Regions from separate parts of the Gossypium hirsutum genome. Here all the other regions are linked to region 1. Evidence: chromatin contacts called from public Hi-C data. All regions are on one chromosome and are shown on one strand. The core of a region is the stretch at or near the end of the contact, and the rest is flanking DNA. Distances in the headings are between cores, read along the strand shown. Region 1 has its middle 9.8 kb from the start of LOC121223197. Region 2 has its middle 9.2 kb from the start of LOC121223135. Region 3 has its middle 48 kb from the start of LOC121223135.

Region 1 (5,170 bases), core at 1,551-4,050:
TTTTCTCGAGATGAGGATTTTTTCTAAAAATAATAAAGACAATATTCAATATTTAAACAATTGAATATGTTGTGTCCTAACGTATTAGGCTGCAATTTCTTCATCTGACTTAAACAATTGAATATCCTTTTAAATTTTATTGCACGAGTTTTTGGACAAGCTCATTTTTAAGGAGGTGAAATATCATGCCCTAACTCATTGAGTATGACATTTTCTCTCTCCGAAATGAGAGGATCTTAACGGATAATTTGTTTTATATAAGCTTTTTACAAAAGATCGTATTTTAAATTTTGTTTAAAGTTTTCAATTTTCGACACTAAGACATTAATTAATCAATTAGGTACCAATTTTTGAGCGTTACGAGGGTGTTAATCCTTCCTCGTACATAACCGACTCCCAAACCTATTTTTCTGAATTTCGCAGACCAAAAGCATTGTTTTAATAAATCTAAACCGTTTATTAAAAATAATCGTTTTACAAGGTGACCCGATCACACCTCATCAAAAAAAGATTTGTGGCGACTCCCACATTCGTTTTCATTTTTCAAAACCCAAGTCGACCTCGGTTGTCAAAAAAATGGTGTTATCCATCAAACTTAAAGTTCATTTGAAGCTCCTCCTCAACCTCATGTTGTGGTCTCTTTGTTGAAGAAATTTTATAATAATAGCAATAGTTTGATGGGGGAAAAAATGAAAAATATTATTATCTTTATACATTTTTATTTTACTACAACCAGTCTTTCAATATAAATAGAAAATGATCTTTCTTTTTTACGTCTTTTTCGGTAAAGAATTGGGCTGAAGGCTAGATTCTCAGGTTGATAACTAGGCTTCCTACAAAGTATATGTAAGCTAGGGGCCCTCAAAATTTTGGCACTAAGATGCTCCCCAATGCTTAAATCAACATGTGTGTGTCATACTGGAGGAAAGTAAGGAGATATGTTTACAGAGTAATGGAATAAAGTGAAGAAGTTACAGAGTAATGAAATAAAGTGAAGAAGATGAAGAGAGGAAGAAGATACTTGGTATTATACCTAAGCTTTGGTTTACCCCTTGCATGCTGATGTGTCTGGAATATGGCCATTTTGTTCCTTGTGGCTTGGGCGGTGTCAGGGTTCTTTCTGATAGGGTATGTTGGAAGCCGAAAGCTACTTTTCTCTTCAGGTGGCATGTTCTTTAGCTGCTCGCTAATGCTTAATAAAGATTGGGGCTTTTGAGCCACATGTTTCTTTGGGCTTTAGCCTAAGTCAGCCGAACTTGTTCAAGCTAGTATAACAATTCTCCCTCTTTAGATCTGAAGTGAGCTATAAACCGACATGTTGAAGGCCTGTGCAAAGTAAGATTTGTAGGAGTTTGGTTACGGAAGTTGGATTCAAGCTAGTACGCTTAATGGATGCATTGGAGAACAAGAATACCCCATTCAAAAGGATATAGGTGAACAAGAATCAAAAGGCTTTGTAGCAAGATATGCAGGTGTGCGAATTATTGATGTTTAGTGTCTCCGAGTAGGGTAATGATCCTTGGTGTTGTGTTGCTTTGAATGGGTCTTATCTCTGAGCAGGTATGAGAGAAATTCTTGAGAGTTTAGATGAAAAGTGTTGAAGCGATCTGGGAAGAAGGGTAGGATAATTACGAATTGAAGAAGAACATCGAGTGTTGAAATGGAAAACAATAAGTGGAAGTGATGCGATCATAGATTGATGCCGAGGAATCGCTGTTGGACTAAGGCATCGAAAATGTTCGAAGGAGAGTACTGAGAGCTGAAGCGGAATAGACTTTGGAGCTTGATAAACCTTTTGGTTTCATAGCTTGTTGGTCAGATGAGGAGGTGATTTTTGTGTTAATGTGGATCATAGAGAGGGATGACAGAGCACGTCTGTGAAATTTTTTTTCCATCTAGCTTTTGTGTTTTTCATTTGTATAATTTGTATGAGAATTGTTGTGGCCATGGGATTGAAAAATGAAATAGTTTTTCTTGAATGGAGGGTTCAATGGGGATTAGGGAGAAAGTGCCTTGGATTTGTCTGTTTTGAGGGAGTTTATGGTGTATCATTTCAGGTTTTCTCACGGCAATTGATACAATGGATGGGGCGGCGAAAGCTGGTGTCGATCGCTCCAATCTTTTCGAGGCTGCGAAGTTTTTTCTTTGCTGGTTAGAAGTTTGCGCATTTGATTTTGGCACCTTTAAGGAGCTTTTTTACATTTTCTTTTTGGTGTTTGTTGGTCTGTGTTCCCCCAGTGTTGGTGGTGTTTCTTTCCATTGATTTTTTTTGGCATGTTCCTTGGCTTTCTAAGGCAACTTTAGTTGGTGTCTTCTTTCCATTGATATTTTTTGGCACGTTTCTTGGCTTTCTAAAGAAGCTTTAGTTGGTGCTTTAGTGGCTCAAAGATGATGTCTCCTTATGAGCTTACTACTATTCTATTTTTTCTTGTAGATGTGTTTTTATAGTTCAAACTTGTATTTTTTGTTCTTTTATTCAGATGTTAATTTGGGTTTGCTGCTTGTTCCATGTTCTACTAACCTCACTTTAAACAACCCTTTTCTCACACCAATTGAGCTTTCTCACTCTAGTTTCAATTTCACTTGTCAAAACTCTATAAATTCTAGGTTGAGAATGATTAAATGGATGGGGGTTCTTTAAAAGAAGATTTTAACAAAATCTTAAGGCTGGTAATGAAAATTTAAAAGAAAAATGGAGAAAATGGCAAGGAAAAGAAGAGGAATAAGCAAGAGGGCTGTTGGCTGGCTGAGAAAGAAAGAAACCATTTAAAAATATCAATAAATGGGCTCAAGGCCCATGCCCACTATTCAATTTGAAGCTCATTTCAATAATACGAAGTTCTAACAATCCAAAATACTATCAGATATCATATTTAAATAATATTTTCATCATAAAAATCTTAAGAATTGATCAAATTATCCTTTCACAGTAAAATTTTCATTTTGCCCTTTTAGTGATTTTTTCTCAAAATTTCATACTTAAATCAAATCAAGTTCATCATTCATAAATATTCATTTGGTCTCTTTTCATGATAAAAATGGAAAATTTATATTTTAGTCCCTATCCTATTCAATTTTTCTAATTTAATTCAAAAAATGATTTTCATCACACCAAACCACATTCGAATCCATTTCATGCCAAATAATCCATAATAATTAATATTTTTCCATTTTGGATAATTTTGCACATTAGTCTCATATGTTTCAAAATTTTCAATTAGTCCTTTTTGTCACATTTTCAATTCTTTTCACGTATTCTCATCTCCAATATTAAATTCCTTTTATAAAATTTCTTATCTAAGTCATTCCATAAATTTTTTTGATATTCAAACCTAGGATTATGCCACGTGTCATATAAAAGATGATCCAAGGCAAGAAACCATGGGTGCAACTCAAAATAATTAGAAGAATGAAAAGGTTGATGTGTCTCGATTGCAAGATTACTCAACTTTTTTCATCAAACTCCAAGGCTAGAAACCATGGGTGTAGCTTCAAATGATGACGAGCAAAAGCATCTACAAATTGATGGATGTACAATCAACTCTCCAAGTATGCCATCAAGCTGGAAAAATTCTATTGGTGGTGGTGGAAGCAGTAATCCCACTGATTTAATCAAGAAGTAGTTGGACTTAAAGCCATGGTGGTAGAAATTAGAAAACAGGGACTAGAAGAACTTAAAGTCGTGATGGTGAAGTAAAAAAAGAAGTGAACTACTATGTTAGGATGCATTACACAGTAGAGATCCTTGGGTTGAGATTTTTCTTTTTTTGGGAAGAATTTTGTTGTGTTATTTCTTTTCGTGACATTCACACTTGACTCAATCATCAAATTCAAGTGTGCGATGTTACATACGTTGCTAAATTAATTTAGACTATTTACAATTATTCTTCTAATTTACTACAACTTAAATAGAACATTAATACCACTAGTTAACTAGATCAAGAATTGACACAACTTTCGATATTTAAATACATTTGTCTAACATGTCACGATTTTACTCGTGCCCACAAAGTCATTCGTTCCCATAAACCAAACAAGGATTTGTTCAAATTCCATGAAACAATATCATGCTTACTAACAGCAAAAGTTATCACCATTTTAACGAACTAGAGTAAGAAACAATCATTCATAGACAAGCATACTTAACTACACCATTTCACCATATCATCACATAAGATTAGTTACTTAAAATCACCAAGCTTATATGTATATATTGCCGTATATCATTATCAAAATCACAAGATAGCCAAAACAACAACATTTTACCAAGACTCAAAATGACCCCAACCATTTAGGTACATGCCTTTGAAACAACATATCATAACTGTTGACACCATTTTTTGATAAAAACGGTATCGACTTGGGTTTTGAAAAATGAAAACGAAAATGGGAGTCGCCACCAATCTTTTTTGAAGAGGTGTGATCGGGTCACCTCAAAAAGTGGTTGTTTTTAATAAACAATTTGATTTTATTAAAACAACGATTTTGGTCCACGAAATTCAAAAAAACGGATTCGGGAGTCGGTTACGTACGAGGAAGGATTAGCACCCTCGTAACGCCCAAAAATTGGTACCTAGTCGATTAGTTAATATCTTAATGTCGGAAATTGAAAACTTTGGAGAATTTTTAAAAATACGATCCTTAAAAAACTCGAATGATATGGATTAAGATATAAGAGAATATTTGGCTATTTGGTCCAACGAAGAATCGAAACCCAGCGCATTAGGGCACGTTTTCTCGAGTTTCCAAACGCAAAACATTGCCTTATTTTAAAATTTTTGAAAGGATATTTGGCTATTTGGTCGAACGAGAAAAATCGAAACCCAACACATTAGGGCACGTTTTCTCAAATTTCCAAACGCAAAACATTGCCTTATTTTGAATTTTTTGAAATGATATTTCACTATTTGGTTGAATAAGAAAAATTGAATCCCAGCACATTAGGGCACGTTTTCTCGAATTTCCAAACGCAAAATATTGCCTTATTTTGAAATTTTTGAGAGGGTATTTGGCTATTTGGTTGAACAAGAAAAATCAAATCCCAACACATTAGGGCTTGTTTTCTCCAATTTCCAAACGCAAAACATTGCCTTACTTATTTTTTAGAAAAATCCTCATCTCGAGAAAACAACGTGTCATATCCAATGCGTTAGGACTCAACGTATTAAAT
Region 2 (5,170 bases), core at 1,116-3,615, 320 kb before region 1:
AAAACGGTAAAATTAAAAAGGTAAAACGGTAAATCTAAAGAGTCAATTTCCTGAATAACACAATGGCCAAAAGCTAGTTTCCAAAAAAAATGCAACAATTTAGTTGGTCAAGTCAAAATTGTAACAGTTTAATTTTTGTAAAAGAAAAATAACAAAAAATTTATCCAAAAAAACCTTGCATGGTATGTGCCGTAAACACGTGTCAACACGAACACAGAGGTGGCACGCATGTGTTGGGCCTTAGCCTCAATTACTCAATGTGGGTAAGAAGTAAGATTATATTTAAACCCTTTTTAGAAGCCTTTCCCAACCAATGCGAGATTTGTATTTTTCTTTTGCATTACTAACAACCAATAATTAACATATATTTATCTAATATAATTTTTTTAATATAATAGTTGAAAAAGTAAAAAAAATACAGATGACAAATTCATACTTAAATATTTATAAAAAGAAGAAAAAGTATACAAATTTTTAAAGAAAGAAAATAATATTAGTCAAACCATGAAAAATATAAACTACAATAATAAAATGTAATACTTAACATTGTTATGCTATTTCAATAACATGAAACTAAAATTGCACACATATAATTTTAACAATTTTCCACTAATAAAATGTAATATATAACTATTTTACAACTTTTCAAATTGCATAAAACCATAAGGGGCTCAATTGAATAAATTAAGACATGTTGTATGGATATAATTGCACAAATTAAAAAATGCTGAAATGATTAAATCAATTAAATTGAAACTTAAAATTAGGTATTAAATTAGAAAAAGAAAATTTAAAATTCGAGGGACCTAAAATAAAATTATCTTCTCCTTCCTTTTCTTTTCACTGCGACTTTCAGTTTTATGTTGCAAGCCCCCCCTTTCCTTGAAAACAATAGCAAACAAATAGTTAAGATATAATAATCAATCAAAATAAAAATTGTCTAAAAAACATAACTTATCGTCTAAATTAAACTTAATATTAAAACCGATAGTCAATTAATTTTTTTGCAATGATAATTTAATAATTTTTTTGGTACATATATGTAATTTAATTTAATAATTGATAGTTAATTTTTGAAATACTCATTTATATATTTCATATTCTGGAATTCTTAAGTTCAATATAAATTCGATGTAATTTTATAATATTCCATTACGTATACCATAAATTGATTAGCAATTTTTTTCCGGCATTCATAATGAATTTAATAAAAATTACTCAAATTAACGAGATGTCTTACCACTTGTCAAGTGAAAATGTGGTTTACATTTGAAAGTTACCAAAATACTTCTTTCTATAATATATATATATATATAGTAAAATCACTCCATTTGTGTATAAAAGTAAGGTTAACAACCCAACCAAATGAGACTTTATAACCAATGTTTTTGAAATTGTCAATTACATCGGTTGAATCGAAAATAGATGAGTTATTAACTAATTAAAATTGTCTTTCACTCATAAATTAAAAATCAGACGAATTGACAAAAAATTAGTTCAACAGATTTTTTCTTTTTTTGAACTAAAATTTTCTAACCACCAACCAACTCTCGTTTACTATCTTCTTATTGTCGCCAGCCAACTATAGTGGCGAAGCCTAGCCAACCCTTTCTTAAAATGTAAAATTTTCTATTAAGGTTTTTTTTATAATTTATACAATTTTAATTAGTAATAGTAAAATTATACTTTGATCCCAAAATGATAAAAAATTAATTTAATTTTTTAAAAATGATAAAGACGTAGACTATTAAAATGATAAAATTACATTTTTACTATTATAAAAATATATAATTTAATTCCAACAAAAATAATTTCCTCGCTCACCATAATTTCAGTCTACAAGCACCGGCCAAAAGCAGCCAAGAGAATGTAAGAGATGAAAAGATGAACCGATAAAACAAAGTCTGAGAAAGAAAGAAAAAATGAAAAGATGAGAAGAAATAGGCAGCAAGGAAATTACGAAAGAGATGAGGGGAAGAATTAAGTTTATTTTATTTTTTTACTCTGGACCTAACATAGTTGGGTCTTATAGTAATTTACAAACATGGTTAGGTTTTAAAAATGCAAATAGTTGGGCCTTGTAGTAATAGCTACTTGGGTTTTTTCTTGTTTTCTTTTATATTATTAAACAGTAAATCGGTCGAATAGGTGGTTAAACCGATTGAATCAGCCAGACTGAAAATCGATAATTTAACTGGTTTAATCACCAATTTAAATTTAAAAACATTAATTATAACAAGTAATGTCGTAAATATATTTGGGCCTTGATAGTTAAGTTCAAAAATCCTATTAGAAGAATCAAATGTGGTCTAACCCAACAAGCCGAAGAAGTAGGTTAGTCCACAACCCAACAATAAACGCAGCTATGGGCCCTTGGATGGACCTAATTCATAAAAATGACTTAGGTAAAATCCTATAGGTAGGAATATAATTAATAAAATATCAATATATTACCTATTTCTATCCATAATCAGAGAAAAATTGGGGTTGAACTCGTAGTCCCAATAATACGATATCAGCTAAATTAAAATTCAATCAACAAAATATATTATATTTTAAATACACTTACATTAAAATAATATGTAAATTTTGATTATAGGAGGTGTTTGACAGATTGGCAGTAAAGAGAGATTGAGAGTAGAAGAGAAGGAAAGAGGCTAATTTATTCCTTTATACGTACTTTTACACCTCATTGCAATGGGAGCCAAATATGACTGACTCACTTTATGTTTGCTTTAATGCCTCAGTGAAGAGGAAAAACAAACAAAAAAAAATAGTGGCAGCTTTCTTCCCCCACTTTAAAGTTCAGGACTTTAGCTACTGTTTCCTTTTTCCTTTTACCCCCAACTTCCAACGTCACCTTAACACAATAAGTATACCGGTTTTTGCTGCTTCTTTTTCCTCTCTTTTAGTTTTGTAAGTAAATAATATATTTCAAGTTTAATATAAAGATTCACCAAACCAAAGTTTTTTCTTTTTTAATAGAATAGCATATTTTTAGATATATTGTATTACTTTATTTAGTTTTTAGTTTATGAAATATAATATTACTTGAACCAAATATCTCTTACTATCACTGTTTTTAGAATAGGACCAGTCTGGATATTGGTCCGGAAGAATGGGTTGGATGACCTGGTTAAAAAGTCAATTGAATCAGGCTAAAAATTAGTTGAATCAGTTTTCTCTATTTTTAAATTTTTAATAATTTATTCAATTGAACCAGACAAAATCAATCAGATCGAGAATCTATGGTTTGATCGATTCAATCATCTGATTCTAAAAACCTTGCTTATAGTTTTTATGATAGAAAGGTTAAATTTTGCCATTAGTCATTGTACTATGCATAAATTGTGAATTTAATTTTATACTTTAATTGGACCAAATTTAGCCCCTATACTTTTTGAAATGATTGATTTTAGTCTCTCTACTTTTCAAAATTTGAAATTACAATCCTAAACCCAATCTATAGAAGCGAAATCTAGTTGGCTAAATTATGCTATTAATCTTGTAATATGTGTAAATTGTGGATTTAATCCCTATACTTTAGTTTGTTCAAATTTAGTCCTTATACTTTTTGAATTGATCAAATTTAGTCCTTGTACTTTTCAATTTTTGAAATTACAATCTTAACCCAAACAATAGCAATTAAATCCAGTTGGTTAAATGTTACTATTAATTTTGAACTATGCGTAAAGTTATAAATTTAATTCACATTCTTCAATTGCATCATTCTTAGTTTCTATACTGTTCGAATTTCAAAATTTTAATTTTGACGCAAGCAACAACAGTTAAACCCATTAACTGACTTTTTTTAGTAATATGTGAAAATCACAAGTTGGCATGGTTTTACAAATATGGTAATATATTTGCTACGTCAAATTTTAAAAATAACAAAACTTAATGAATTTAACAACTATTATTTGTAAGGATTACAATTTTAAAATTTGAAAAAGTATAAAAACTAAAACGACCAAATTAAAATATAAGAATTAAATTCACAACTTACATAAGCATACATTAAAAAAATCATAATAAATTCTTAATAATGATTTGCAATATTTATTATATATATATAAAATTGTTGTTTTAGAATTATATTTAATCAGAATGAAACCAACAAGTGGGATGGATGATAAGAGATTTGAATAATGTGTCCCTTGAATTCACCTTTTTCCTGGGTTAAATCGACCGGAAAAAGAAGTTTGAATGTGATCCATTAATTTTAAGACAAAACATTATTGAATAATATATTTAAATTTTATATTCAAGTTGTAATAATATTGATAATTTATATTTCATTAATTACTAAAACTATATTTATGTTACGGTCGAATGGAGATCTTAAATTCATGCAAATTACTCTTTTTAAATACATAAAATAAAAAATTAATTTTTCCTGTTCAGCATTGAATTAAGTAGAATATTAAAATGAATATATTAAATATATCATTTAAAAAAATAATTTAAAAAATCCTAATATAATTAATTTTTCTTTTCTATTTATTTAAATAATTTTTATATTTTAATATCTTAAGTAAATAAATATGAGTTAAAACCAAACTATTATGAATTTCAATTAAATATGTCACAAAGTTAAGATGGAAAATAAACAAATGTTGTGTCCAATTGTAAGGTATATTGTGCTTCTGGAAAGAAATTTTAAATTCGGACCTTAAAAATTGTTGAAATAAAATTCTTAACGTTGATTTTCACCGCTTGAAAAACTGACATGAAAAACATTAATAAAATTATATTAATTTATAATATTTTGAATACAAAAGACTAATAGACATAAAATTTATCTTTTTTAAAATCAAATCAATGATAAATCATGTAAAATACATTATAAACTAAAACCCAAACATAATCTTTAAATTAAGGTATGATAATCATATGCAAAATATTATATAATTTAATACATTACACAAAAATACCATAAAATAATTGTAAAAATTTCTAACAACATTAAAAACTAAATGTAAATTTTAATATAATTATATTTTAAACCATTAACATTCAAAATTTTTAAGTTGATGCCTCATTCTCTAAATTGTTCACTAGATCCAGACATGTAACCAGTTCTGAGAAATTGCCAAAAATAATAATAATAATAATAATAATACCATCAATTTACTTGCTGACTCCAGCTTCACAAATCACAATGAATTTG
Region 3 (5,170 bases), core at 798-3,297, 280 kb before region 1:
AGCTCCGTAAGTATTAATAAAAAATATTTATGAATTCGATTTATGAAAATGGAGTCCTAAAACCATACTTTCCGGTACCACTGACTAGCGAATCGTTACAATAACCTTTTTTTATAATAAGTAAATTAAGTTAAAAATAATATAAAATTTATAATATATAACCTTTATAGGAAATTTTTTATAAATCGTTCACCTTCAAAACATTTATAAATAATATATAATTTTTTGTCACAACTTTAAAAATTTATTTTTTATAAATAAATTATGGAAAAAAATCATAACACTTTTCATAAATAAGTATATTATTTTTTCATAATATATAACATGGGCACGTAATTAAGTTATGCCCATATTTTTTTGTTATAATTTTTTTATAAATAAGTATATTCTAACACTTTTTATAACATAAAAATTAATTTTTTATAATACACTTTTTGGTCATAACTTTAAATTTTTTTTAAGGTTTAAGGAATATAGTTTTTTATTATAAATTTATAAAATACACAAATTATTTTTATGATATATTTTTTTAAGATTTATAATATAACTTTAGAAATATTTTGGAATAACCATCCAAACACTCATTCGTGTGTATGCTTATAATATAATTTCTTATAACTTAAACTTGTATAAAAATAATTTTTCAAGGTTAAATCATATACGAGTGTTTGGAAAGCCATAGGATAATTGAAGTTGGATATAATTACCTACGTAATTACTTCAATTCTCACATTCCCTTAAGAATTGGAAAGTGTAATTGAAGGCTCGAATTACACCCATTTAGTGGGACCCACAAATTACAATGGTTCCTCAAACATATCATCCCGTGTAATTACAAGCAATTACTAACACCTTATTTGGTTGGGGGAATGGAATAACATTCCCCCTTATTCATTGAATGATAAATCATTCCTTTGTTTGGATAAATGTAATACTCATTTAATGGAATTACCATTACTTCTCTATTACTTGTCTTCCCGTAATAGTTATTCTTTGGTATTACCAAAGAATGATTATTCCATGCAACATTGAATAACAAAAAAAAATTAATTTCTAGATTAGTCCTTTAAAACTTAAACTTAAAAAATATAAAAAATAAAATATTTGAAATATTTTAATATAATTTAATATAAAACTAATTTTTAATATAATTTAATATAAAATATTTTATTATAATATAATATAAAAATAATTATATTAAAAATATTATTAAATTATATATTATTTTAATTTTTATTAAACTATATTTAATAATAATTATATTAAAATATAATTAAATTTTTTATTATTAAACTTTTTTTAATAATTAAAATTTAATAACAATAATAATAACAATAATCATTTATCTAAAAAAATTCTACTAAGGGTACTCTGGTCATTTTAATTTTTTTCCTTATGCTATTACAATTTCATTCTACTCAACTAAATACAAGAATACTTCCATTCCATTAAACTAAATAGTTGAATTACTGATTACAACCCTATTTCATTATAGCGAATCAAACGTAGTGTAAGTTGCTTTCCAAACACTACCTAAGTGATAAATAAATATTTACCTATTTATTCTATTCAACACTTTTTCACATCTAAAAGAACATTTTTTATTAAAAATTTTGAATTAAGTGCAAATTTATTATAATGATCAAACATACTTAAAAATTAAATTTAAAAAGATTGAATCATTTATCAAACAAAATCTAAAGTATATTATTATAAAAATGGATATATGAACATAACGCCATAAATTTAAAATATTCTATTTTATAAAGTGAGTCAAAATACATAAATTTTGAATAAATATAATTAAACAAATTTGAGTGGATTGAAATTAATAAATATAAAATACTAAAATGGGAAATTTTAATTGGAGGCATTAATTTGATACAGTAATAGTATTAAAATATGGGGAAAAATGAAGTGATTGGTGAAAGGCACAAATCACGAACTAAAATGGGATAAAATAAAGAAAGAAAGAAAGGGAGGGCCCATTCCATTGGTAGGAAAAGGCAAAGAGGGGGGGAAGCAAAGACATTGAAGGCGGCGTAAAAAGCGAGTCTCTTTCAAATTCCCTTTTCATTTCTTGCCTCCCTTTCTTATGAAATGGCCCCACCCCTATCACATTCCATCCATTCATTCAAATATATACACACAATTAAATTCCATATGAACTGATTGAATTAGATTACAGATTCGAATGAATCAAATCTTATAATTTTTAAATTATATGTTTGTTTTGGAACGGTTGATAATTTGATCCGTTTAACTATATGTTCCAATCTAAAAAATGCATAAATGTTTGTATTATAGGGCCTAAGTGATTCATTTAGTTTAGTCAACTCTTGAAACAAACTCGGAGTATTAGCTAGACTCATTTTGAATTTAAATTAATAATTTTAAAAATATTTTTAATAATAAAAAACATGTAAATATTAATATAAATTTTCAAATAATGAAACGGATTTTTTATTTAATAAAAGTATTTTAACATTGAATTAAAACATAAAAATTTGACTTGAATCTTTTATATAAACATCTGTTAGGTAACATAAGATTAATTAAAATTTAATTTGTACGGCAACTATTATGTTATTTATTTATACAAAATAATTGTATATAAATTCTTTAAATAATGCTTAAAAGTACATGAATGATTGCATTATATTACTACACTTTAGAGAGGAATTAAATTAATGTTTTTAAAAAAATATTAATTAATATTTTATTTTCTCTCTCGTTTAATAAAAATTTATCTTCTTCAATATTCTTAGTTTTGATGATTTTCTTCTTTTTTTTTGGTGAATTACAATTACAGAGCAAAGCTCGAACAATCAACAGATTAATGCGACTCAAATTCAAACCATATCTGAGGTGGTGAACACTCTAGACCATCGGGCCGTCACATAAATATAATGAGAATAATTGAAAATGGATGGTGAATTACAATAACAAAAGAGATGAAGCAATTTTGAAATATTTTTACATTAATTTTCAAGTTATACTCCTGAGATAAATTTATTATTATACTAAAAATAAAATATGAAATTCATTTTTCATAAAAATTTGGTTTATTTATCTCATAGTCAACCATCTAAATTTCATTACCAAAAATATTTTTCGTTAATAAAAACATAGGTACATCAACATATTTATTATAAAAATAAGGGTTAAAATATGAAATAAATCTATGTATTTTTTATAAGAATTCAGTTAAATTTATGAATCTAACAAAATAATTATAAAATTAGACCTGAAATTTGAAATGTAAAAATAGAAAAACTAAAATTTGAGAAATAAAAGTAAATTGAAAATGTAAGATGAGTAGAAGGAGTAGTGAGAGAAATAAACCCAAAAGAAAGTTGACATGGCCTAGATTTTATAACCCTGCCAAGAAATCGAAAAAGAAAAAAGGTTTCCCAAATAGACAGCTTATCTTTAAAAATACTATAATAAAAAAGCAGGAAAAAAAGAAAGGTTTAAAAATTGAACTCTGATCCTTCACGTTCTTTATGCTTTTATCTCACAGACTCTTTTATCAAATCTTTTTTCCTTTTCTATTTTGTGTTTTTAAGGGGTTTTCTGGGATTTTAGAGAAAAAGACTAAAAACACTATAAAAAGTTGCTTCCTTGCTTCTACAAAAGAGCTCTTTTTTTCCTCCCCCAGTAATGGTTGTTGCTCTTCATAGTTTCAAAGACATCAAAATCTTCATGTAAAAGATGAAGGGTGGAGATCCAGCTTTCAAGCTCTTTGGAAGGGAGATTCCTATGCCTCAATCTCAGATTCATGCTGGGGTAACCTCACCTTTTTACATATATTCAGACTTCATTTCTTATTTTTTACATTGCTTGTATTGTTTCTATTCATGCTTTGTATGTTTTCTCCTCTAGTTAATTACCCTTTTTTTTTCTGCCGTTGTTGCCTTCATGTTTATGGGTCTTTTGCTTTGTTTTGCTATGATGTGTTGGGAAAGTGTGGGTTTGTTAAACCTCTTTTATGGTTCCAAAGTTGAAGTTTTTGGGACTCAAAACACATGTTTTTGGCATCTTCACTTTCATATTTACTTGCTTTTTATTGACTTATACTTGGAATGAATTTTGTTTGCTTTTTTGGTATATAAACGAGTAAATGGTTAATGATAAATGGTTTCATTTTTTTTATGTAGTCCTTTCCTTTCTGATGTTTTAAATTTGCTTGTGTGTGTGTTTTAACATATGGTTTTAAATGAAGTAACGAAGCCTTAAATTTCGCAAAAAAATGGGGTCAAGTTTTGCTTTGGATGCTCCGGGAAGTAAGAACATTAAAATTATGTTTGGTTTTTTCTTTTATAAATAATTTATTTTGTTCATCTATTAAAAACATCTGGTTGATTTTGGCAGTAGAGATTATATGTTCATTAGGAATTTTGTAACTTATGATTTCTTTTGGACCATCTTTTCCTGGTTTTTGAATGAAAAGCCAGCTTTATGTAAATATAATTATTATATTATATTATTGTCTTAGGGTGATGGGCAAAAGCAGCCAACATGATTTATTAGAAGCTGTTCATGGCCTGTACCTTTGCTTAAAGTCATGTAATTATGGCAGCCATACTTTTTTCTTTTTTCATTTGTTCCCAGTCAATTTCTTGTAAACTTGGGAAAAAGGACACTTTGAACATTATTCGTTTGAATTTGGTCAAGAAACATCTTTCTTTTGCATTACTTTTACTACAATTTGACTGATGGGTATTTTTCATTATTCTTTTACCTTTTATAAATGAGATTGCAATTTGGATTCTGGATTTCAGGATTCGACCATTGTCGAAATCGAAACTTCTCAGGCGAACACATGTCAGTCCATTACGGTAGAAAATGATACGGAAGAATGCCGGACTTCTTTGAAATCCAACGGGATACGAATGAACTGTATTGTAAAAGATGAACAGGTAGAGACAAATGGTACAGACCAAGAGAAAGTTTTTAAGAAACCAGACAAGATCCTTCCATGTCCACGATGCAACAGCTTTGACACAAAATTCTGTTATTTCAATAACTATAATGTCAACCAACCTCGGCACTTCTGCAAGAACTGCCAGAGATATTGGACAGCTGGTGGAACAATGAGAAATGTTCCTATAGGTGCTGGGCGGAGGAAGAACAAGCACTTGGCCTCTCAATACCGACAGATAATAAT

The links. A called contact is a pair of places that touch in the nucleus more often than the background predicts.
Region 2: a Hi-C map of leaf shows a contact between it and region 1, with 4 times the contacts expected there. The contact joins two enhancer-like sites. A contact is called at or near these places in 8 of 34 Hi-C or Micro-C datasets (callus, hypocotyl, leaf and 1 more).
Region 3: a Hi-C map of leaf shows a contact between it and region 1, with 5 times the contacts expected there. The contact joins two enhancer-like sites. A contact is called at or near these places in 10 of 34 Hi-C or Micro-C datasets (hypocotyl, leaf and petal).

Annotation. Positions count from the first base shown.
Region 1 is chrD11:50,383,836-50,389,005 of Gossypium_hirsutum_v2.1, reverse strand. No RefSeq gene overlaps it. Among protein-coding and RNA genes, the nearest start is that of LOC121223197, 9.8 kb to the right of the region's middle. Within about 2 kb of position 2,800, at least 6 of the 9 cell types and tissues checked have an H3K27ac peak or open chromatin away from gene starts, as enhancers often do. A contact at or near this core is called in leaf, where this site is marked.
Region 2 is chrD11:50,702,271-50,707,440 of Gossypium_hirsutum_v2.1, reverse strand. No RefSeq gene overlaps it. Among protein-coding and RNA genes, the nearest start is that of LOC121223135, 9.2 kb to the left of the region's middle. Within about 2 kb of position 2,365, at least 2 of the 9 cell types and tissues checked have an H3K27ac peak or open chromatin away from gene starts, as enhancers often do. A contact at or near this core is called in leaf, where this site is marked.
Region 3 is chrD11:50,663,223-50,668,392 of Gossypium_hirsutum_v2.1, reverse strand. It overlaps the pseudogene LOC121223134. Among protein-coding and RNA genes, the nearest start is that of LOC121223135, 48 kb to the left of the region's middle. Within about 2 kb of position 2,047, at least 2 of the 9 cell types and tissues checked have an H3K27ac peak or open chromatin away from gene starts, as enhancers often do. A contact at or near this core is called in leaf, where this site is marked.